Regions from separate parts of the Mus musculus genome. Here regions 2, 3, 4, 5, 6 and 7 are each linked to region 1. Evidence: chromatin contacts called from public Hi-C, HiChIP or PLAC-seq and promoter capture Hi-C data. All regions are on one chromosome and are shown on one strand. The core of a region is the stretch at or near the end of the contact, and the rest is flanking DNA. Distances in the headings are between cores, read along the strand shown. Region 1 holds the start of Cerk (ceramide kinase). Region 2 holds the start of Plxnb2 (plexin B2). Region 3 holds the start of Mapk12 (mitogen-activated protein kinase 12). Region 4 holds the start of Tubgcp6 (tubulin, gamma complex associated protein 6). Region 5 holds the start of Pim3 (proviral integration site 3). Region 6 has its middle 9.2 kb from the start of Gm23144. Region 7 holds the start of Creld2 (cysteine-rich with EGF-like domains 2).

Region 1 (3,201 bases), core at 357-2,856:
TCTGTCCAGGAACCAAGCTATTGCCCCCCCTCCCCGTGCCCCCAAAAGCCCTCATTGAGTCACCTCTTTAAAGGCTCTGTCTCCAAATAAGCCACTATCTATGGCATCAAGCTTGGGGCTTCAGAATTCAAATGGGGGAGGGGGGTACACTTCAGTCCGAGGTAGGCACTGCAGGATCCTGGTTCTCACTAGTGAGCTATAATTCACACAGGTGGCCCTCCTCAGGTTCTTTAGTATTTTGTGGACCGTGTGGCTGTGTCTTCCTGGATGGAACTCCTCTAGGACTAAGGTGGAGTCCAGTCCTCTTGGTATTAAACACTTACATATAAACACTGCATTAATTTCCAGGCGTGGTGGCTCATACCTTTAATCTCAGCTCTTGGGAGGCAGAGGGAGGTGGATCTTTAAGTTTGAGAGTCTATAGAGTGAGCTCCAGGACAATCAGGACTACCCAGAGAAACCCTGTCTCAAAATAATAATAATAATAATAGTAATAATAATAATTAATAATAATAATAGCCCCTGCTGCCCTTGCCCGACACAACCCCTCACCAGTAACAGAGGCAGCATCATCAGCAATGGCAAGAGGTTTCTGAAGAAGTTTCATGTCCACATTCCCCAAGCCTCATCCCGATAGCCGTGAAAGGAAAGAGCTGGGACAGCCATTGCTTCAACTAACAACTGAGCTAGGTCAGGTCCAGCTTGCTCCAGGGTGGGGCTAGGATTCTGCCTGGGCCTAACCAACACTCCAGGGCTGTCAGGGAGCCTACCATTGGGCTGGGCTTCCAGGAAGCAAGTGATTCATGGTTGTCCCTGCCCTGCAGATGGACACAGGGCACCGACAGGATCAGACCTGTACCTTAGCCCTCTGGTACCAGGCACAGGCAAGGTAGACTTGGCCAGCTCCACCCCAGTCTGCAACAGCAGGAGAGCTGAGGGGGAGGGCAGAAGGCTCTCCTGTCTTCTTGAAAGCTGACTCCGCTGTGAGGCTTAGCTCTGTCACACCACAGAGCCCTGCACTCTTGGACCAGTTAGCATCTCCGAGGAGACTCTTCCTTGGTCAGATGTGAACAGATGCTATCACGCAACCAATATCTGAGTAACACATTATGCACAGAGACCATTTTAGACACTGGAGACCCAGTAAGGGACAAGCCCACATGCCCATGGAATTTTCACAAAGATGGGTAGATATGCAATGAGTGCAGTGCTGAATTTTGCCCTGCTGTGTCTTGGGATGCTTTGGCTGGGGGAGACGGAGTCCAGGAAGACCTCCCTGAGGTGGATATGTTCAGCTTGTCCCATGTTAAGCTGCATCAAGAGCAGCAACTCCGGTTCCCTAGGCCTGTTTGGGAGGGTACAGTCAGGTGACTGATAAGAAGACGCCTTCTCCCGTCTCTCTGGTGGCTGTAGACCCACAACCATCCACACATGAAGCTTCCACTCCCCTGGAAGGTAACCCCTGTCCTCTCCATCCTAGCCTTCCTTTGCCTACTGGGACTAACCTGCAGGACTCTTGCTAGCCGCCAGGAGACCAAGACCTAAAAAGAGACGGATGCCCAAGGTCAAATCGCTCCTGGGCGCACACCAGCAGTTCCACGGCCTCCTATCGCCTGCCCAGGACCGCCCGGGCAACATTTCTGCGCTGCTGGGACTCCGCCCGTCCCTTTGCAGCCCTCCCTACCCCGTCGCTCGTGCAGACCCAGCAGGACCCAGGGGCAGCCAGAGCGACAGACTAGTGTCTTTCAGGGCACCCGGCCGCTCCGACCGCCCTCCCCACAGCCAGGTCCCTCAGTCCCCTCCTCTGACCCCTCCCTCCCGTTCCTTCCTAGGCCTTTTCTGCTCCTCATCCTAGGCTCCCTAGACTCCTCTGTTTCTGATTCTTCTCTGGCCCCAAGTCTAGCTTCTCCTGTCCTCACCCTGGTCGCCTCCTCCCGGGTCCCCGCCACCCTCTCTGCGTACCGGGTGACGCAGCGCCGCCTCCCGCTCCCGCCTCCCCGCGTCACCGCCGGGCAGACTGCAGGGGCCGCTAACGGTCCCGCGCCCCCCCCGGTGTCCGCGCGCCCCGCGCCCGGCGGACGAGGCCGCGCCGGCGGCGATGGGGGCAATGGGGGCGGCGGAGCCGCTGCACTCCGTGCTGTGGGTGAAACGGCGACGCTGTGCCGTCAGCCTGGAGCCCGCGCGGGCTCTGCTACGCTGGTGGCGGAGCCCGGAGCCCGGGCCCTCCGCGCCGGGTGCCGGTAAGTGTGGCCATCCCGGGCTGGTGGGGCCGGCGCTGCATCCACCCCGGCCTGCGTAGCCCGAGCGCTCCGGGCAGGCTGGGATGGGGCGGAACTCGGAGGGAGGAGACCTGGGGCACGGGGAGAGGCGCCCGGGATACCGAGGCGCGGGGAATCCGAGACGCAGAGCCCGGGTGCCGGGCGGTCTAAGTACTCCGCGGCCTCTGGCGGGGAACCGTCTGGGTGCTGAGAGCCCAGATACTCCTGGAACTGGGATGACAAAGCCTCTGGAGGTGCTGGAGGGGGAGGGGAAGAGCGGACGTCCACAGCCCCCCACCCCCCATCCCGGAGCATCCGCGGGACCCTGGGGGAGGTCTGTTGCTGGTGCTGCCGTCGGGATGGCGCTGGCACACCTGGACAGGACTGGTTTCTGGTCATATTCTTCGTCCAATACAGTGAACCCAAGTACATACACATGTTTCTCTATGGGAGAAGCCCAGAGGGGCCCTGGCAGGGACTTCCTGCGATTAGGCAGTTGAGCAAGGGCCTTTGACTTTCCGATGGAGTGTACACCCTGCTCAGCCGCCCTCAGGGTTGAAAGAGGAGTAGCTTAGGCCAGCATGGGGAAAAAACGCAACCCACCCGCAGTGACTGGGAATGGTGCAAGGACACTAGAGCCACTCTCCCCGGTGCTTTGCTGCAGGTTGTCTGGTGGCCGACGGATTGGCGGAGATTTTAAAGATGTCATTCAGTCCTCCTTAAAAGGAGGATTACAGAAGATTGTATGTGGACATCTGGGCTGGGGGGCCTTGTAGACGACCTTGTAGACGAATTCAGTTTCATAAATTCCTTGCTCCATTTTGTTGTGTTTGTTTGTTTGTTTTGAGACTGTTTTCCTATGTGGCTCAGCCTCAGACTAGTATTACAGATGTGTGCCACCAAGCCCAACTTGTTATTCTCTCTCTCTCTCTCTCTCTCTCTC
Region 2 (3,201 bases), core at 479-2,978, 3.0 Mb before region 1:
CTCCCCCCAGCCCAGAGGTCCCTTACAGTTTAGATGCCTGGAGAGTGAGAAGCTAATCCTGGAGATTGTGATTCCCAGAGCTCCCTTGTGTGGCCAGTTGGGAGAGCGCAGTGAGCCAGCATTCAGGGGATCTAAGAGGGTTGGGTGGAGGTCATGAGGCAGCCAGCCCCAGGGACAGACCGGAAGGACAGGAGGACTCTTTTACCCTCCAGCTTCCTGCCTTTTCTATTTTGAGCCCTACTCAGTTCAGAATACTGGCCTTCCCACAACTTTGTTATTAAAATATCTTTTTTTGTTATACAATACTTGTCTTTTAATATTTTTGATACAAAGTTTGCAGCTGTGTTACTGGATATTTTAGAGTTGTGTGTGTGTGTTGGGGGCCGTAGTGTTGAAATCACTGAATATTTTGGAGTCTCTTGTATGTGGGGGGAGGGGGCGGGGTTGCTGGTGGAGGGGAGAAGGTGATTCAACCAAGCCTGGCTGCTTGAGATGGGGCAAGTTCAACTTCCTTAAAGAAACAGTGAAGTCCTCAGATTTGTGAAGTTTTCAGGTTGGGGAAGACATAAGAATTGGGGCAGATCTCCAAAGCTGGGGAGATGTTGTTCCAAGCTGGCTCAGTCAGTCACGGGCACCCCAAAAGGCTCTCCACAGAGATGCCAGAGGAAATAGGAGGAAGTAGGCAGACGGTATTCAAGGAGGGCAAATCTGGAGGCTGGCGAGATGGCTCAGGGGGTAAGAGACTGCTCTTCCACAGGTCCCGAGTTCAAATTCCAGCAACCACATGGTGGCTCACAACCACCCGTAGTGAGATCTGACGCCCTCTTGTGGTGTGTCAGAAGACCGATACAGTGTACTTATGTATAATAATAAATCTTTGGGCCTGAGCGAGCAGAGATCCTAAGAATTCAATTCATAACAACCACATGAAGGCTCACAGCTAGAGTGTACTCACATACATAAAATGAATAAATAAATACATCTTTAGTTTTTTTTGTTTTAAAAAGGAGAGCAAATCTGGGGTGGAAGAGACAGCTATTCCAGGGTAGACATGAATGAGCTGGGGTTTGGGGACTAGTTCCAAACCTTGTCCTGAGATCGCCACCACAACTTCAAGGCCTGAAGTAGGAACCCTACGGTACTGTCCTACCCTATAGACATTTTGGGGGTCGGTAAGGCCAAGGGGCCGGGAAGGAGAGTAGAACATTCCATAAGGAGAACAGAGCGGCTAGGATTTGGAAGAAAGAATCAAGGTTCAGCAGCCCTCACCCTCGGGAACGGGATGAGCGCGTGGTCCCGCCTGTTGCCAATGGTGGTGCGGTTCCTTGCGCCCCGCCCATCTCCAAGAAGACACTTGAGGCCTCGATCTGGCCCAGGCGAAGCCACCCACTGGTGCCGGGCCGCGTGCGCCATTCAGTTCGGCCTGGGGCACTCCCGGGGTTGTGCCCAGCCTGAGCGAACTCCTCTGATGACGGGGCAGTGGGAGGTGCGGGGGAACTGGTGCCAGGAGACGAGACTGCAGCAGGCAGGGAGCGCGGATTGCTACTGGGCGCGAATCTCCAAGCAAAGCGGTGTGCATAAGTGGCTCTGAGCCGAGGGAAACGCGGGGTACGCTAGGGACGCCAGCCGCCCCTCCTTCCCACCCTCTACCCCTTAGTCTCGTCCCTCCCTCTCGCCCGCCCCTGTCCTCCCCGCCCTCCTTCTCCCCTGGCGGGGGCGGGGCCGGCGGCTCCCGCGCGCTCCGGCCCCTCCTCGGCCACACAAAGGCCCGTCTCCATGGCAGCCGCGCGGGCCGGAGCGCAACGCAGAGCGCGGCCCCGGCGCCATCGAACGACGGCTGCGGAGGAGCAGGTACGGCACTCGGGGACGGGAACTGTGGGGGCGTCGCGCAGGCCCAGGCTTCGCCGTCTCCGCCACTCGGCCTCGGCCTGCGCCCCCGGACGCGGGGGTCTTAGGGCAGTGCCGCTGCGCGGAGGGCGACGCGGGCCTGCGTCTTTGCCCCGCGTCTGTCTGTCTTTCCAATCGGCTGGGCCTGGCTGTTCCTGCCTCCCCGATTGGCGACGAGGCCCTCAGCGCTGGGATGCTGGGAGACTGTCCTGGCAGGCAGGGTTCCCACGACCCGGTGGAGCTGCACCCGACCCGGTGTAGTTTCAAACCCTCCTTCACGGCCGGCGTCCCTACCGAATCGATGGACCAGAGCAAGTCATCTCTGTCGTGCTGGACCTCCAGGCCCCAGTTCTCAAGCTAAGCTTGCTCAGACGCTGGGCTCTGCTGGGGCTTTTTACAGGGGTGCTCAACCAAAGCAGTGCCCACACCTTCTGGGACAGGGAACAAGAGCCAGAGAGAACTAACACTCAGTAGTAGTACCTGGTGAGGCCCCACGCCTCCCGGCAAGATCTCCGCAAGTTTCTAGTGTAGTTCGTTGTTGTGGTGTTTGGAGAGACACTTAGGATTCAGAGGGCTTAGAACTTGTGGGTGCTTTTACACAGTCCAGTCCTTCACTTCCATATACCTTCTTAAGGGAGATTCATTGCTTCCTCTGTTTCCTGCTGTGTGGCAGGTTTGTGTGTGGGTGGGTCCTTTCTATCTGGGGTCTTCTGAGCCTAAGAATCCTAGAGTTTCTGGCCACGTCACTTAATTCCTTTTTCTAGTTCCTTGGAGAAGGCAGGAAGGGAGATCGGATTATGGCCACCATGGTGGTGGTGGTCAGAACTGTAGCTGAAGCCAGGTCCCAAAGCCAGTGTCACGTTCTGATGAACGGAGGCCCTCGGGGGCCCTCATTTGCCTTGGGGAGTGCCCCCCTCTAACGTCTCTCTTCAATTTGTATTGATGATTTTAAAGCTGAATTTCTCAGACTGCTCACAAACACCTAGAGGGTGGGAGCTGTCAGCCTGATCCCACACCCGGATGCTGTCTTGGAACATAGGGAATGTCATCAGAAAGTTGGACTGTCGCTAGCATGAGTCCTTGCTCTTTGGTCAGGAGGTGAAGTTCCTAGGAAGGTAGAGCCAACGCGTGAGTTGTTTTGTGGAATGTGCCAAACCTTATTGTGTTGTATGGAAATTGCTCGAGAAGACTAATCACCAGGTAGACTACAGAGCCTCGGCCACCTAGTCGCTCACACCCTCCCATGGAAGTGGGGAGGCCTGAGGACTGGCCAGAGGTTTCTAGCCCCAGGATCTGAGGGAAGTTACTTAGAAA
Region 3 (3,201 bases), core at 345-2,844, 3.0 Mb before region 1:
AGGAGACCAGTGCAGGACAAGACACACTGGTTAGAAGGGGCAAAAGGTGTAAGAGCCAGCACACTTTGGTCCCTGCACATTAGGGACTTTGTACATTAGGAATGGTGGACAGACTTGGCTCCCTCTTACTGGTGAGGCTGGGGATTGTCCCTAGAGAAAAGATCTGTTCTTCCTCAGGGATTGGACAGGATATGGGAAATAGCTTTCCTTCCTGACTAAGGCGAAAAGGCAACTTTAGCCCAGGATACAGCTCATGTGTCATGTCTATGTCCTGAATCTTGGACCGCCAGAGATCTGAGTCTGGCAACTGGTCCAGCGGTGGAGGTTGGGGCCGGGGGTGGGGTGGGGGGGTGGACCTAGAAGGCAAGAGCCAAGTCCAAAGTTGGGGGATTGGGAGCGGGAGCAAACCCAAATACATGGCCCTAGTACCAAAATCTGGTCTAGATCAGTCCCCTACAGAAAAGGAGGGGAACTGGGGAGCTTTTTGGGTGGTATGGGTGGGTGTCTGGAGGCCTCCCAGGGCACGGAGGTCACAGGAGCCAGGCAGATGTAGTTTGAGTGTTGGCCCTGAGCTTGCCCTGCTCGCTCTTGTCAGTTTGCGGATGTACCACATCACCAGCAGCAGCCCAGGTGTAAAGTTGCTCTGGCTAGCCTTGAGCTGCTGATTCATGGCAGCAGGCAGGCAGGCTTGGAGGGAGGGGGAGAGAGGGGGTTCTGGGGATCTTGTTACTACTGGTCAAGCCAGTGAGATCCTGGAACAGACTTTGGTTACTCAGCTCTGGGAGGGATGTTGGCTTGACCCTCCAGGAGCACCTGGTTCAGGTCTACACGGGACCCCAGAGAGAATGAGCACGTAAGGATCCCCCCTTTTTTTCGGGGACAGGCACACTTTTAGCTCATTCTGGGCTTTAAAGACCAAGCTGGACAACAGGTGGAAAGCACAGAGACCAGTCCTGTCCAATGCTTGAAGCGGCCACTCCACATACCAGATTGGGGTGGGTGGAACAGAGGTGTGAAGGAGTCTTAGAAGGGCCGATAGGATAGGACCCATCCCTCTGGATCTTAGACTGGGAAGTTGAGAGCCAGTGGCCACAACAATGGGGCTGGGGAAGCAACCTGAGACGTTTGGGAGACTGAACCAAATCCCTCCTCCATATAGAAGGAGGCGAACGGATCAGCCCCAGGGGCGGGGCATCCTTGGGAAAGACGGGGAGTTGAGCCAGTAAAAGGAACCATTTGGGATGGGGTATGATTGGTGTATGGGCAGGTGGACCAGACCTGGGGCTTGAGTAGAACCTGGTGGTCTCAAGTTGCCTAGAATGGGTCCGACGTTCTGGGAGGACAGGAAAGGCTGGAATTAAGAGAGGCACCTGCTAGGACCCAAGGGCCAAGAAGTCTAGCGAGGGTGTAGGCTGGCCAGGGTGTTTCAACGCCTCCTCTCATCTCAGGTCGAGACTGAGCTATGGAGCAGCTCTCCCCCACAACCCCCCCTTTCCAAGCCTTCCGCCCAACCCCGGAGGCCTCCTCGGGTTTCCGCAGGGGCCGAGGGCAGGCGGGGGTGTCACGTGCTCAGGGCCTGGGGGCCGGTTGGTCAGTGGGCCGGGAGGGACCACTTTGCGGGCCAGAGACAAGGGTCGGGTGGGAGTTGGCGGTTATAGAGAGTTCAGGGTGGCGACCCCGAGAGAAGAGCCCGCAAAGGAAAATCTCAGAGGCGGGCAGGCGGGTAGCCGGCGCGGAGTACGCCCTGCCACGCAGTGACCCGGGGCGCGCGGGCGGAGCCCCTGATCCCGGGTCCGGTCCTGGGGCGCGGTGCTCCGGCTGGGGATGAGCTCCCCGCCACCCGCCCGCAAGGGCTTTTACCGCCAGGAGGTGACCAAAACGGCCTGGGAGGTGCGCGCCGTGTACCAAGACCTGCAGCCCGTTGGCTCTGGTGCCTATGGTGCAGTGTGGTGAGCGTTTGCCGGGCGGGGCGGCAGGCAGGGCAGGAGGCAGCTGGCGATTACGGGGCCGGTTCGCTAGCCAAGCCGTCCGCCCCGCAGCTCTGCAGTAGACAGCCGCACTGGCAACAAGGTGGCCATCAAGAAGTTGTACCGGCCCTTCCAGTCGGAGCTGTTTGCCAAGCGCGCCTACAGAGAGTTGCGCCTCCTCAAACACATGCGCCACGAGAACGTGAGTCTAAAGCCCGCCCCAGATGCGGATATTGTGCGCTGGCCTCTTCTCATCCTGCCCTCCCCTGCAAATCCTGCCCACAGTCTCTGCTTCCAAGGGCCTGGTACCTCCTACCTAGTTAGCTCCCAGCTTGGGTAAACTTTCAACAACTTTCAGGAGGAAAGCAGAGGCAGAGCCCAGATCCCTTTCTGGGTGACACTACAATTTCAGCCTCTTCTTCAATTGCTTGGTTTCACCTTCGGTCCACCTCTACCTTCGCAGCCCAGGCAGTGGTCAGGTTATGGTCTAGGCCTAAGGATTCCTCAGGTCTCACTCCAAAACCTGATTGGACAATCAGGTTGGTGTGAGGAGGGTTTTCCTGGAAGGGGTACTTCCTTACCCTACCCTAGTCTCCCTTTGCCCACCACCCGAGTCTTCTATTCCAGACATACAGGATCCTAGGCATTCAGGGCAAGGCAGGATACTCGAGGTGTGCAGCCTTGGCTCTATCATCCCAGAGCCTTGGGTCTCTGTGGATAAAGGGATTTACGGAGCAGAGCATCGCCATTAGTGTTGTGGGTGTGTATTTCTTCACACCCATACAGAAGGCATCTCCTTTCCCGTCCTACCTGCATATGGCTACTCCTAAGCCTCTTGCATCACCATTGCTAGCCATCAGAGCATTCCTCCCAACCAGGGACATTATTGTTATTGTTGTTGTTATTATTATTATTATTATTATTATTATTATTAGATATGGTTCTTCCTGAACCTGTGAGTTCTGTCCCTCCCACTTCTGTTCTGTACAGCTGCCCTAGTCCTGATGTTTCAATCCTCCTGGATCATCAGAGTCAATAGCTCCAAGGAAAAATGAACATCTCGTGGCTAACAGCAAACTGAGCCCCGTTGCTTCCTCATTGCTACTCAACTGATTTGGTGGATGGATACCAGCCCTGCTAGGTCTGCTTCTTTGCTTCCCAGTAAAGCTGGAAGCAGTAAACAAACAAACAAACAAACTCAGTAAGCCTGGCAGTGGCAGCACATGTACCTGGG
Region 4 (3,201 bases), core at 220-2,719, 2.9 Mb before region 1:
AGCCCAGCCCATCCTGGGTCAACTTCTTAGGGTGCTCTGTGTGGCCCTGGGACAACTGGATCGACCCCTGGACCTTGCAGATGATGGGTATGATTCTCTAGCTTATACATCTCAGTTGTGCATGGACAGGTAGTGGGCATGTGACTGGGAATCCAGGGTCACCGTTGGGTGAGAACACTGCTTCCCATAGGTGCAGTTTGAGAGTGGATGCCCCAGAACACAGTGCCATACCAGGTTGACAGTCACTTACGCCCCCACCCCCCTGGCCCCAAGCTCTCCTCTGTCTTTTATTGATAAGCCCTGGGAAGGGTGAGCAGGGTCTCCTGCATTATGTGTCTATGGCCCTGGTGCTTTCTCTTGAGAAGGAGAATTCTGTGGCTCAACATCCGGGGCAAGGATGCAGCCATCCAGTCCATGTTCCACTTCTCCACTCCACTGCCACAGGTGAGTGGCTGTGTTGGGGTTGGAGAGCTTCTCCGCCCCCCCCCCCCCGCCGGTCTCTCTGGGGGTTCCTGTTCACAACCCAGGGTCCCTGAGATTGGGGGTGGGGTGGGCGACAGGAGCCACTAGCAGTGCCCTTTAGATGAGAGTCTGAGGCTCTGCTATTGTCCCTACAGACAACTGGAGGGTTTCTGAGCCTCATTCTGGGTCTGGTACTGCCCTTGGCCTATGGTTTCCAGCCTGATATGGTGTTGATGGCACTGGGGCCTGCCCATGGCCTGCAGAACGCTCAAGCTGCTCTCTTGGCTGCAATGCTTCGGAGCCCAGTAGGGGGCCGAATTCTAGCTGTAGTGGAAGAGGTAAACTGGGTAGGGTGGCTACGTTATATGGGTGGAAGGTGGGCAGAAACAACTGTCTCATTGCGGCGCCCAAACCCCACTCTCTCCGAGCCAGGAATCCATACGCCTGCTTGCAAGGAGCCTGGCGCAGGCATTGCATGGAGAAACACCTCCCAGTCTGGGTCCTTTCTCGAAGGCCACTCCAGAGGAGATCCAGGCTCTGATGTTTCTAAAAGCTCGGCTGGAGGCTCGCTGGAAATTGCTGCAGGTGGCTGGTGAGGCACACAGGGGCAAAGGCGACGCCCTACGTTAGAACTACGTGGAGCCAGCTTCACCAACGAGTCAACTTTGCTTTTCCAGCTCCTCCACCATAATAACAGTGATTGCCAGTCGCTTGAAATCGGTCAAGGTGGGCGATTCACACGTGAAAAATAGCACACTCGGGCCCCAGCGAACCATGGCCCGAGACCTACGTCCCGTCTGCGGCCCAGGCGTCCTCTACCTCCAGAACAATAAACATCGGCCAAACACAACACATCTCTGTCTCCGTTACTGAGTTCACTCCCATCAAATTATCCAAGATGCTAGGTTCTAGCTCTGAAAGCTGAGGCTGAGGCCTCGCCCACTTAGGGCGGGCCTGATGACGTATTTCCCGTGCGTCTCCTGGTGTTGTCTGCCGTCGCGTGGGTGTGACGCCAGAGCGGCGGGAGTCCCAGTTCGGGCGTCCCGGGCTTGCAGGCTGGTCATGGGGCGTACGCATTCGGTCGGTAAACTTGTCATGGTCCGGGAGAGCCGAGGACGAGCGCCAGGTGGAGGCTGAGGGCTGTTAGGGTCGCGGCGTGTGGCCTCTTGCAGTGCGAAACCTGAGACGCGGATGCCGGGTTGCCGGGTGTGGAGCCACGGGCGGTCCGCTTTTTGAGCCTGGCTCACCTACGGTGAGCTTTGGCCTTTGAGAGCATGAAGTGACTCCTAGGTGCAAAGTTTACCAGTCAGGAGGGTCCTGGGCTGAAAAGAGAGTGACTATGGCCAGCATCACCCAGCTGTTCGATGACCTCTGCGAGGCTCTCTTACCTGCTGCCCAAGCTCGCCCCGGCCAGCGCAGTGTGAACAGGAAGAGGGCGAAGCGGAGCCTTAAGAGGGTGGCCTACAATGCCCTTTTCGCAAATCTTTTTCAAGAGGACACCCATCAACGGCAGCCCGACTCGTCGAAGCTCCCCGTGAAAAACAAGGTCCTCATGCTGTCCTTCGATTTGAGGGTGGGGGGCTTGGGGCCAGAGGCTGACCGTTTGGAGGAGCTCGTGGAGAAACTTGAAGCAGCCCCTGACTGTCCTTTTGTGGAGGTAGCATCAGTGTTGGACCTCTTAGTTCAGCTGGCAGGAAGTGGCCCCCCTCAAGTGCTGCGTAGAAAACGGGATTACTTCTTTAACAACAAGCATGCAGGCCGAAACATACCCTACAGCGGCTACGATTGCTATGACTTGAGTGTGTTTGAAATGGACGTTCGGTCATTTATCTCTGGGGAGGAGAATTTGTGTCATCACACGGTCCAGGAAGCGCTTCAGGTGATGGAGGCTGCCCCAGGCACTGGCCTGCCCACCGTTGGGCTCTTCTCAATTGGTGACTCTTGTGGTGACAGGTTTGAGAGAGACACCAGGGTCTCCCTCTTTGGTGCACTTGTGCATAGCCGCACCTATGACATGGATGTGCGACTGGACCTACCACCTGTGCCAGACAGCGCGGACTTCTCTGGACTAGCCATCAAGGTAGTATTTCTTTCCCTTTCAGTAACCCTAGAGGTTTGGAAAATTCTTTTACCTGGTACTGTTGGCAAGCTTCTGTCCAAGCCTCAGGTGAGCAGACAGTCATGATGTAGAGGTGTTGGGGAGGATTTGCTGGCATCCTTTTGCACAGGAATGTCCTAGCTGCTCACCAGTAAGCAAAACACAACGTGCACCTTTCCCATCCTGTTCCTCAAGAGCTTCTTGTTAAGTCACTTCTCTAGTGCTGTTAGTTCAGAAATCAGATTAATTAAAATGAAGAGAGGCAGTGGTGGTACACACCTTTAATCCCAGCACTTGGGAGGCAGAGGCAGGCGGATTTCTGAGTTCGAAGTCAGCCTGATCTACAGAGTGAGTTCCAGGACAGCCAGGGCTACACAGAGAAACCATGTCTCAAAAAGCAAAACAAAACAAACAACACCCCCCATCCAAAAGAAAGTCTGCCCTTAAGTTGTAGAAGCCACATCATTTCAAAGATACCTGGTGTGCATGCTTTGTATACCCCCTCACCTGTAACATGGGTTTCCCCAACCCACCTCCACGTCATTGAATAAATTATCATTTTCTCTTGTATTTTATTACTTGTAAATTTTGTTAAGAGGACAAACTATTACTTCTCAGTTTTGTTTTTATTTTTTATTTTT
Region 5 (3,201 bases), core at 267-2,766, 2.7 Mb before region 1:
GTATCGCGGGTCTCCCTGGCTGCCACCCACCGTCCCCAGACCCTGCGCCCTCACACCGCAGAGGGCTACCCCGGTGTCCCCAGTCCCCCCCACCCCTCCCGTAAGCCAGGCGTGGCGCGTGGCCGCCTAACAGTCGCCGGAACGCCGCACCACCTGCTCACCATCAAAGTCAGTGTAGACCGTGTCCTTGAGCACCGCGCCCGAGCCGAAGTCGATGAGCTTCAGCTCTCCCGAGCGCAGGTCCACCAGCAGGTTCTCGTCCTTGATGTCGCGGTGCACGACCCCACAATTGTGGCAGTGCCGCACAGCGGCAAGCACCTGCGCGAAGAAGCGACGCGCCAGCGGCTCGTCCAGGGCGCCTCGTTCAGTGATGAAGTCGAAGAGGTCCTGTGCCGGCTCGGGTCGCTCCAGCACCAACAAGAAGCCGTCGGGCCGCTCGAACCAGTCCAGCAAGCGGATGACGCCGCGCGCGCCGCCCGCCGCGCCCACCTTGCGCAGCAGCACCACCTCCAGGGGCACGGCCACTCCGCCCTGGGGGACAAGGCGGTCATCGGACAAAGCCAAGGCAACCCACACCCGCATGCCCCGCACCCGCACGCCCCGCACCCGCATACTTACGAGACTGCCCCACTCGGTCACCCGCTCCTTCACCACGTGCTTCACAGCCACCTGCGGGGAAAAGAGGGGGCGACACGCGAGCGGTCAGACGGGCGGCCGAGCGTGGCGATCGTCCACGCGGGTGCGCCCGGAGCCACGACTCACCGGGAGTCCGTCGGCGATGCGGCTGCCCGCGTAGACCGTGCCGAAGCCGCCGCTGCCCAGCACGGCGCCCACCTGGTACACCTTCTCGAAGCTCTCCTTGTCAGCCTTGGCTGTGGGACAAACAATCGGGTTGATGATGACCCAAAGCCACCCCCCGGCCCCCGCCCAGGCCCCCTCCCTGGTCCCCACACATACCTGGCTGTAGGATCTTCACTGGGAGGTGGTCCACGCCGCCAGGCCCGCAGAGGTGCGCCAGGGAGCCGAACTTGGACAGCAGCATCGCGGGTGGCCTCGCGTGCGGTGCCGCCTCTGACCCGTCCGGCAAGGACGCGGGAGGGCGGTCTTCCTGACCGCAGACAGCGCGGCGGATCCCACGGCCCCGAGGCCGAGCGCTCAGCGGGGCAGCCGCGCGGCGCAGTTGCCCGGTGGCCGCGCGAAAGCGCGTAGACGGCAGCTGGCCGAGCAGCTCACACGCCCCGGCCGCCTCGCCCCGGGGTTTTGGACCACGGAGATGTGTATCCTTCCGCGGAGGCGGGGCCGCCTGAAGCTCCGCCTCCTTCCGCCCGAGGCTCGCTTTGCGGTGTGGCTGTTTTGAGTCTCGCAGGGCGGTGCTGGGGAAGCCGGACGCTCCCTGTCGTTTCACCAAGGGCTGGTGGCGCGCGGGGACGACGACCCGTCCGGACTAGCTTGCCGTAGTAGAGTCGCGGAGGTGCACGGCGTTCCGCGGCTTTCACGGCGCTCTCACCCGCCCTGCGCACGCGCAGCTCGCGCGCGGGCGGCGGCCCCCTTATGTCTCCGGCAGCGCGGGCGGGGCCGCATAAGCCAATGAAAATCGAGGTTTTGAAAGGACACGGGGACTCAGCCAATGGCAGCGTAGGGCGGGGCCTTCCGAGCCTCGCCCCCCAGGCCGCGCTGAGGAAGGTCACTCTCCGGCTCCGCGAGTTACGCGTGTTGTTCCCTCGTTCTTCGTGGGCGTTTGTGGCTGGGGGTGTGCGAGGAGTCGGCCCCCTCTGAGAAGCGGAAGTCCGGGAGGACAGTCGTGCGGCCCTGAGGCCTACGCTGACACTAGCTCTGTGTGCGTCACCCGCTGCTCGCGCGCCACGATGCGCACGTGGCTGGGCGACAGAGAAAGCATTGCCCTCAGACCTCTCAACCCAGCCTCAGCTCCCTGGAGCACACCTTGAGTGTTCGCCCATCAGCTAGGCTCAGATCTCATGCTCCTAGCTGGGTACTTATGAGAGCCTCCTAAACCCTAGATCCTCCCTCCTGGGAACTTGTCCCTCTGCTCTAAGGCCATCTGACAAAGTGTCCCTTTAGCTGCTCACAACTACCAAAGGTCCTTTGTTGATGACTATTATGCCCATAGTTCCGTCCTGAGCAGCTCAAGTAGACACAGCCTACAGCAGTCTCCCTGTGTCCTTTTTACCTATACCTTAAGACACCAGTGAAATTAGACTCAACTGTTGTTGACCCCTGGCTAAGTCACTGACCCAAGAGCAACCCAGGACTTGGAGTTGTCATCTGTCATAGCTGGGTGAGAATGAGTTGAGAGCCATTGCTCCCTGGACTTCAGTTTGATGTCTAAACGATTCAACTGTCGTTCCTGAACTGCTACTACTTGGGGGATCTGGAGCCTGGCTTCCCACTGGCTTATCCATGTTCCTCCACTAACACCGCAATCCACACTTTCTCTCTCTGGAACCTTTCTGAGGCGCCTACTGCCTTGACACTATTTGGGGCCCACCTGGTTTCCTCACCCCCTTTCTGTCTTTGTGGCCTAGACCCTCAACAGTCTGGACACACTCAGGCCCTCGGAATAGGTCTCAGGTTCTTGGAGCTCTGTCTGGCTGTCTCCTAACATGCTTTCCAGGAGCTGACCACATCTGCCAAGAACAAAGCTTTCCATACCAGCTATCAGCAGGGTTTACAGGGTACCTGCTCAGGTGTGGGGGAGGGGCGGGGGTTGTCTGCCTGTGGGTGCTTTCAAAGGACCAGCTAAGAACCCAACAGGGCCTGTGCTCCTCCTGGCCAGGACAATCTGGTTGTATTGGACCCCAGTCTTTCGGGAGAGGGAGGGAGGGATCCTTGAGAACTGTCTAGGTGGGTAGTAAATTCAATGGTGAAGAATGGCTGGGGTTCCCTGGTGTCTCCCTAGAGACCCTCACCCAGCATGTGACCAGGCTGGCCTCAAACCCATAGAGATCCTCCTGCCTCTGCCTCCCCAGTTCTGGGATTAAAAGTGTGTACCAGCACCAACCGGCTCCCAAGTGATTTTCTTTTCTTTTTTTTTTTCTCTCCTGTTTGTTTGTTTTTTAAGACAGGGTTTCTTTGTGTTGTCCTGGAACTTGCTCTGTAGACCAGGCTGACCTTGAACTCAGTGATCCACCAGCCTTTCCCTCCTTAGTGCTGGGATTAAAGATGTGTTCCACCACCACCTGG
Region 6 (3,201 bases), core at 266-2,765, 2.7 Mb before region 1:
TTCTCTTGACCTATGGTTGACTTATTTGATCCTGCTTATTAAAGTTCTCAGAGCAAAGGTGTGCTCTAGGGCTGAGCCACACCACAACAAGAATCAGGTTTTTCCAGTGCACAGTCTTGGGGTTCATGGTGTGATCAAATATCTTGCAACTCTTCCATGCCCGTGACCATGGCTGTGTGCAAGCCCAGCTGGGCAGTGAAGCATCTGAGTATCTGTAGAGGTCTTCAGATCATAGCCCTAAAAGAGGGATGGCTGGACCACACCATTCTGTGACCTGAATTTGTCCCTACAACTGGAATGTGGGAAGCTTGGTTCCCAATTGGGTGATGCTGAGAGATGAGGCCCAAGGCATGGACCTCAAGGATGGATTGATGCCATTAGCATGGGGTTGGTTTCCTGGCAACGGGACTAATTTGGATCCTTTTCCTGCTCATTGACTTCTACCCCTTTCCTGTCCTTCTCTACCCACTTCCTCCTCTCCCTTGTCTCTCCTCCTTTGTCTCTTGCCTTCTGCTTTCTACCCTGGGCTAACAGAAAGCCCTGACCAGATTCCTGCACCCCCAAATTAGACTCTCCCTGGCTTTTAGAGCTATGAGCCATTGCAGTTCTGCTTGTGAATGACCAGATCTCGGGATCCATGCTGGAAATGCCCACCACAGAGGGGCCCATAGGAGCTTGTGATTAGCCATGCAAATCATGGCAACCACCCTGTGGTTGGTTCATGTTCACCGTCACTTGCCATTTCCATTTTCTCACAGCCATCATCTCTGTGGATATGAAGTGGCATCTGACTGTAGATTTAGACCGCAGTCCCCCAAATCTCTCTTGACTGATACCCCTTCCTGACCCCAGCCCAGCTCATGTCTTGCTGAGTTGACTCTCATCACCCCACCCCCACACGCAGTTGGACTTGGCTGGAGAAACCTGCACCTTCTGTTCTAATCTCCCCTGGCCAAACTCTAGCATCCCGCCCTGCCTGTCCTCTCCCGCTTAACTTTCTCCTAGCAGGATCCCTCTCCAGTCACCGTTTCCCCACCAGTATTACAAACCCACTCTCCTGTTAACAGGTCTCCGTTGACCACCAGCTGCAGGACTCCAGACAGAGCAAGCTCCGTACGGTGTGTCAGGCTAGCTTTCACACTGCCTCTGTGGCCAGTACACAGTTCCTGGACCCACCCTCTTGGCCCACCTCCCTTGGTAGACCTAGGACTCCAGTCAGGGTCTCTATCCCATAACAACCATCCACCTTAATTAAGACAGGCTCTCTCACCAGGACTTATTTAAGCTAGGCTGAGTGGCCATTGAGCCCTAAGGAGCTAAGGAGCTTCCTCCTGTCTCTGCACCACCACACTGTTTTTGTTGTTGTTGTTTGGTTGTTTGGTTGTTTTTCTTCACATGGATGCTGGAAGGTTTAATTCGGAGGCTTGTGCTTGCTCACCAAAAGCTGTATTAAGTGAGCCACGTCCCAAGCCCCTCCTTCTCACAGTGGTGTCTTTGATGTGGCCCACTGAGGACACATCCTATGTTTGCCCTTATGCTCCAGTGTTTCCCACAGCATCCCCTTTTGCTCCAGTGATAGGTCCAGCTCTGCTCAGGAGCTGTCACCAAGTTCTGGGCTTATCATCCCCTATTTTTTACCTTACCTATCAGGCTAAGGTCAGTGTCCAGCTCTACCTCAGTGCTATATGAGTGACTTGGTTGACTCAACATCCATTTATTATCGTGCAGTTTGAGTGGGTCTGAACCTCAGCTGTGGTTTAGCTGCCTCCCTTCATCTTGAGGTGCCCACAACCAGGTGTCTGTTGGGCTGCGGTGGTCTCAAGGGCTATAGGACCTAGTATGGAATGGAAGGCAAACTCTCATACAAGTTTTTGCCTTCAGGGTCCTGGGAGCAGTGAACTTTTTGGGTGAGTCATTAGTCCATTTCCCAGAACAGCTCTAAGGACCAGACACTCCGGTGTCTGCATGCATACACACCTTCTGATCCTGTCCCTGTGGGTCACTGCTGGCTGCTGGCGTGAGGGCTGTATGTTCTGGGGTTCTAGATGCTCACACTACAGAGGTTCCTGGGGGCATTGTGCTGACAAGCCAGGACTCGGTTCTCTGAGGGGACTATGGAGACTCAGAGCCCTAGTGGAGAGAGTGGTGGTGAAGCTGAGTGTAGTGGTGTAGGACCAGAAAAAAGTGTGGGGGAGGAGGCTGAGGGCAAAGTGACTCATTCTCTCTCTCTCTCTCTCTCTCTCTCTCCCTCTCCCTCTCCCTCTCCCTCTCTCTCTCCTCCTCCCTCTTCCCCTCCCTCCTTGTTCCTCTCCCCCTCTCCCCCCTCTCTCTCTCACACACACATACACACGCACACACACAGACTGCTACCCTGCATGGGGCTCACTGTGGCCCATGAACAGCTGCAGCTTTGTGTCTTCAGAAACAGGAGGCGGCAGCGGCCTCAGCCACTCCAGACACCCAGGCGCTGCTTGCAACCCCAGAGTTAATGTGCTAAGCATCCTGGGCTGGTTCTTGTTTCCCCCACACATGGCCTCTGCTGTACAGGGCCACCGTGCAAGGGACCTGGGGTTTTCGATGAGGACCCTGGGGTGGGGCAGGGTACCTTCATGTACACAATGTCATTCATTCACTCTCTCAGTCTGTCATTCACACTCATTCATTCACTCTCTCTCATTCTCTCACACTCATTCATCATTTGTTCACTCACTCATTTATTCACTTACCCTCATTCATTCACTCATTACTCATTCATTCACTCATTACTCATTCATTCATTCATTCATTCACTCATTACTCCATTCATTCATTCACTTGTTACTCCTTCATTCATTCACTCCTTCATCTTTCACTTATTATTTACTAATCCTTTGCTATTCGTTCATTCATTTATTCATCATTCCTCACTCTCTTGCCCTGCTCATGATCATGAGTAGTAGTTCCCTTTCCTGCTGTTGTGTGGCCCAACTGACACTTCCACAGGGGACTACAGGGTTCCCCCTTGACAAGTAGATTCCACAGAGAATGGCCCTCACTTCCCTTCCTTTTCTCAATACTGTAGGTTTCTGGCTTTTGTGCTCATTTCTGCAGACAGATCCTTGGACTTGGGAAAGCTCGGGAGGGCTGGGCCCATAACGTCATAGCACACACCACTGAGCTCCACTGTATGTCTGGCCTAGTGTGGCTAATAAATCCCCTTTA
Region 7 (3,201 bases), core at 386-2,885, 2.6 Mb before region 1:
GAAAGATGCAGGCTCGGATGTCCCGGAGGGGCGGGGGGGGGGGGGGGGGTGTACCTTGACAGTCTGGCCCGTAGGTGCCTGGAAGACAGCACGCTTTCAGTGTGTGTACACAGAACCACTCAAATAGGTTGGGGTGCTCCTTCTTCCTGAGGGTTTTGAAATGGTCATTAAATCCCACGAGACGCTGGCCCGGAGGCACGCACGGCTCAGTGGGGATGCTCCAAGCCTTGGACAGTTTCAAACCCTAAATATAGCACAGGCGTTTTCAAACATATCAGCGGGGGAGTTGACTTTATAAGTTAGGTGTAGTAAGAGATCAGTAACTAACAGTGATAGCCAGACAGTAACGATGCGCTGAAGTGAGGCTTAACCACTCCAATTTTCACTTCTTAACTTCAGGCTGAAGCAACTAAGGACCTCAGGTGATTCGGGCTAGGAGGCACTGTCCACGCCCTCAAGGCTATGTGATGGGGGAAGCAAGGGTCAGGTGTGCACAGGACCTCCTTGGAAGCTTCTAAGAGATGGTGGCAGCGCAGGGGTAAATCGGGATGGGGATGTAGGATATTTCCTGCTTCTCTAGGTTCTCTACTGGGAAGATACTGCAAAATGCGAGATCAGAAGACAGGGTCCCAGGCACTCACAGTGTCTGCCACCAAGCCTCTAGCTGCTCCTCCTGCTGCTCCAAGAGTTGGTTGCACTCAAAGTCACTGCTGTCACACAGACCCTCCATGATCTCCAGAAGCCGGATCTCACTGAAACACAATCTGTCAGCACCCCAAAGCACCAGCACCCCAAAGCACCAGTCTGCTCACTTTACACATGTCCCTCCTAGAGACTACTTTAGCGAAGAGGAGAGTCTCTACAACCACAGGCAAGGTTAGTCAGTAAGGGGAGGCTAACCGGGGGGTGTGCAGCGGACCCAGGAATGGTAGGCCCCTCCATCCCTACAGCATGAGAAAGGGAGCTTATTCCATTAGTCAGGGAAGCCAGAAGTCTCTAGGAGGGCGAGGGGCTCCAGTCTGAGTTTCCAAAAGGCCCGTGTGCGTGTGTGTAAAAGCCTTCCAGTGTCTGTGCGCACAGAAGTGGCCGTAGGGAGTGTGGAAACCACAGACCAGTTGAGTGGCCAGAGGCAGGGACGACCATTGACAGGTGTCCACCACCATCGAAGGGGTTCCTCCGTGTGCCGGTGGTCTGCACCGACCCCAAGGTCTGACCACCGATTCACAGACCGCGACCGCACATCCTCGCACTTCTTGGGAACACTCACCTGAATTCGTACTTAGACAGCGTCTTCTCTTCCCACGCCGTGTTGCCGCCACCGAAATTCTTCCTGGCCGTGTTGGCCATCCCCTGTAGTGGAGGTGGCACCAGCTCGATGGGCTACCGTGAACCCCGCCGCCAGCCCCTGCCCCAGCGCCGCTGCCCCGGACCCCGCCGCCCGCCCACCTGGTTGAACTTGTCCACCAGCGTCCGGCATCTCTGGCACATCGTCGGCTTCCGGGAGGCTACGGCCCCGGGCGGCGGCAGCAGCAGCAGCAGCCCGAACGCGGCTGCAAGCAGCAGGTGCATGGCGGGAGGGCTGCCCGGCGACCCACCGAGAACTGCGGCGGAGTCTGAGCCTCCGCCCACCGGCCCGCGCGCCGGCCGTTCCCCGGGCTACTTGACTGCGTCGCCGAGGCCCCGCCCACCTTTCACCCCGCGCGCTTCTATTGGCCGGAGGAATCCCCCTTGCCTGATGTGGACCAATTGAGGCTCGCCACGAGAAGCCACCAATGAGAAGGCCCCGGGTCAGCGTCCCGCGAGAATGAGGCAGAACCGTAATCTTCTATCGGGTCCCCATGCCCCGCCCTCCACGAGTGGCCATCTTTTCTCCGGGCGGGAAGCGCCAGCTGCGGTCGCCAGCCTGGGCAATGGTGGCCATGTCAAGTTCGGGCAAAGACTTGGCTTCCGGGCCCGGTTTCCGCAGCCGGCTTCCTGCCTTGGTCAGTCTGCTCAGTTCCGCGGGGTCCTGCGGAGAGGAGAGGTTAGCGCGCGTCGCCGGGATTGGTGTACTCGGGCGGGAGGTGGCGAAGCTGGGGTTCTCCCGAGCGCGCGTGACGGCCTTTGAGTTCCTCAACCCGGGGATGGACCTGTCACTTAGAGGCTGAGCGTGTCCCTGGGGGCGGGACATCTCGCCCGAGGCCTGGACCGTTCATCCATCCTCCTCACCTGGCGCCCGGAGCTGTCATCCGTAAACAGAGCTCTACATCTGGGTCCTGCTCAGTGTGGTTGAGGGGGCCCCAGTGGTCGACATTTCCTCAGGGGCCTCAGGCAGTGAGTTCACAATGACCTTCCGAACTTTAAGTGACCTGAGGGAGGAGGAGGAGGAGATGTGGACTATGTGTATTTTAAAGAACATCTGATTGTATAAATAGTAACAGTTTAGTCTGGTCTTTGGTTTACAAGTAAGTTCATCTACACCAGCTAACACTTCCAGGTTAAAGCCACAATTTGAACGAATGATTCCCACAGTTCCCTTGGAAGCTTTGGAATCACAATGGACAGGGACGACAGGATCTTTGAAGGGTACCCCCTAATCTGAGATGCCCTCCTCCTCCACGCCACATTTGCGAAGAGTATAGCTTTTAATTTTTTAAAGATTTGTTTATTTTATGTATATGAGTACACACGGTAGCTGTACATAGGGTTGTGAGCCTTCATCTGGTTGTTGGGAGTTGAATTTACGACCTCTGCTTGCTCTGTGCATCAGATCTCATTACAGGTGGTTGTGAGCCACCATGTGGTTGCTGGGATTTGAACTCAGGACCTTCAGAAGAGCAGTATAGCTTTTTGGAGCTTGGCTCCTGGAGCTTAGCCATTAGCATCTCTTCTTCCCTGCAGCTGCCCCCATTCCTGTGATAGGTGTTTTGTTTTGTTTTTTTTTTTGGTTTTTTGAGACAGGGTTTCTCTGTATAGCTCTGGCTGTCCTGGAACTCACTCTGTAGACCAGGCTGGCCTCGAACTCAGAAATCCGCCTGTCTCTGCCTCCCAAGTGCTGGGATTAAAGGCGTGCGCCACCACGCCCGGCTGATAAGTTGTTTTTATGTACTGGTGAATAACTCCCTTGTATTGTTTCTGCTCCTGGTTGAGCGGTCCAGCTCACCCTGGTCTCCTGTTGTCTTTGAAAATAGCTAGCCGGGCGGTGGTGATGCACACCTTTGA

What was found. Promoter capture Hi-C pulls out the DNA fragments that hold promoters and counts their contacts. Hi-C and Micro-C count contacts between places; a contact is called where the count stands out from the background. HiChIP or PLAC-seq counts read pairs in DNA pulled down with a chosen protein or histone mark.
Region 2: a contact with region 1 is called in a promoter capture Hi-C map of the C10 cell line, with 6 times the contacts expected there. The contact joins the promoter of Plxnb2 here to the promoter of Cerk in region 1. A contact is called at or near these places in 5 of 39 promoter capture datasets (the C10 cell line, cranial neural crest, embryonic stem cells and 2 more) and 1 of 115 datasets of contacts at active chromatin or transcription factors (large pre-B cells).
Region 3: an H3K27ac HiChIP or PLAC-seq map of large pre-B cells shows a contact between it and region 1, with 5 times the contacts expected there. The contact joins the promoter of Mapk12 here to the promoter of Cerk in region 1. A contact is called at or near these places in 1 of 39 promoter capture datasets (pre-B cells) and 1 of 115 datasets of contacts at active chromatin or transcription factors (large pre-B cells).
Region 4: a Hi-C map of B cells shows a contact between it and region 1, with 6 read pairs. The contact joins the promoter of Tubgcp6 here to the promoter of Cerk in region 1. A contact is called at or near these places in 5 of 39 promoter capture datasets (the 3T3-L1 cell line, 3T3-L1-derived adipocytes, embryonic stem cells and 2 more) and 1 of 484 Hi-C or Micro-C datasets (B cells).
Region 5: a promoter capture Hi-C map of pre-B cells shows a contact between it and region 1, with 4 times the contacts expected there. The contact joins the promoter of Pim3 here to the promoter of Cerk in region 1. A contact is called at or near these places in 8 of 39 promoter capture datasets (the 3T3-L1 cell line, 3T3-L1-derived adipocytes, the HPC-7 cell line and 4 more) and 1 of 115 datasets of contacts at active chromatin or transcription factors (epiblast stem cells).
Region 6: a contact with region 1 is called in a promoter capture Hi-C map of trophoblast stem cells, with 10 times the contacts expected there. The contact joins the enhancer-like site here to the promoter of Cerk in region 1. A contact is called at or near these places in 5 of 39 promoter capture datasets (the 3T3-L1 cell line, 3T3-L1-derived adipocytes, hippocampal neurons and 2 more) and 1 of 9 other capture datasets (embryonic stem cells).
Region 7: a contact with region 1 is called in a promoter capture Hi-C map of hippocampal neurons, with 4 times the contacts expected there. The contact joins the promoter of Creld2 here to the promoter of Cerk in region 1. A contact is called at or near these places in 7 of 39 promoter capture datasets (the 3T3-L1 cell line, the C10 cell line, cranial neural crest and 3 more) and 2 of 115 datasets of contacts at active chromatin or transcription factors (astrocytes and large pre-B cells).

Annotation. Positions count from the first base shown.
Region 1 is chr15:86,184,546-86,187,746 of GRCm38.p6, reverse strand. It overlaps Cerk (ceramide kinase), which reads left to right and starts at 1,606. Exons shown (of 13, transcript NM_145475.4): 1 at 1,606-2,240. The coding sequence starts at 2,099. It overlaps Gm15569 (predicted gene 15569), which reads right to left and starts at 2,019. Exons shown (of 3, transcript NR_155352.1): 1 at 1,963-2,019; 2 at 1,506-1,541; 3 at 551-1,095.
Region 2 is chr15:89,179,315-89,182,515 of GRCm38.p6, reverse strand. It overlaps Plxnb2 (plexin B2), which reads left to right and starts at 1,728. Exons shown (of 38, transcript NM_138749.3): 1 at 1,728-1,851. Dennd6b (DENN/MADD domain containing 6B) reads left to right here. Exons shown (of 20, transcript NM_027081.3): 20 at 1-303.
Region 3 is chr15:89,139,096-89,142,296 of GRCm38.p6, reverse strand. Mapk12 (mitogen-activated protein kinase 12) reads left to right here and starts at 1,594. Exons shown (of 12, transcript NM_013871.3): 1 at 1,594-1,949; 2 at 2,040-2,169. The coding sequence starts at 1,825.
Region 4 is chr15:89,121,418-89,124,618 of GRCm38.p6, reverse strand. It overlaps Tubgcp6 (tubulin, gamma complex associated protein 6), which reads left to right and starts at 1,469. Exons shown (of 25, transcript NM_001163319.1): 1 at 1,469-2,542. The coding sequence starts at 1,802. It overlaps Hdac10 (histone deacetylase 10), which reads left to right. Exons shown (of 20, transcript NM_199198.2): 16 at 31-87; 17 at 366-444; 18 at 618-800; 19 at 895-1,054; 20 at 1,140-1,316. The coding sequence ends at 1,153.
Region 5 is chr15:88,860,509-88,863,709 of GRCm38.p6, reverse strand. It overlaps Pim3 (proviral integration site 3), which reads right to left and starts at 1,516. Exons shown (of 6, transcript NM_145478.2): 1 at 958-1,516; 2 at 763-872; 3 at 619-669; 4 at 162-531. The coding sequence starts at 1,042. It overlaps Gm33049, which reads right to left. Exons shown (of 3, transcript XM_006521646.3): 3 at 1,204-1,877. The coding sequence ends at 1,230.
Region 6 is chr15:88,842,870-88,846,070 of GRCm38.p6, reverse strand. No RefSeq gene overlaps it. Among named protein-coding and RNA genes, the nearest start is that of Gm23144, 9.2 kb to the right of the region's middle. Within about 2 kb of position 1,515, at least 75 of the 459 cell types and tissues checked have an H3K27ac peak or open chromatin away from gene starts, as enhancers often do. A contact at or near this core is called in trophoblast stem cells, where this site is marked.
Region 7 is chr15:88,818,080-88,821,280 of GRCm38.p6, reverse strand. It overlaps Creld2 (cysteine-rich with EGF-like domains 2), which reads right to left and starts at 1,635. Exons shown (of 10, transcript NM_029720.2): 1 at 1,447-1,635; 2 at 1,268-1,350; 3 at 642-752; 4 at 55-146. The coding sequence starts at 1,569. It overlaps Alg12 (asparagine-linked glycosylation 12 (alpha-1,6-mannosyltransferase)), which reads left to right and starts at 1,963. Exons shown (of 10, transcript NM_001142357.1): 1 at 1,963-2,023.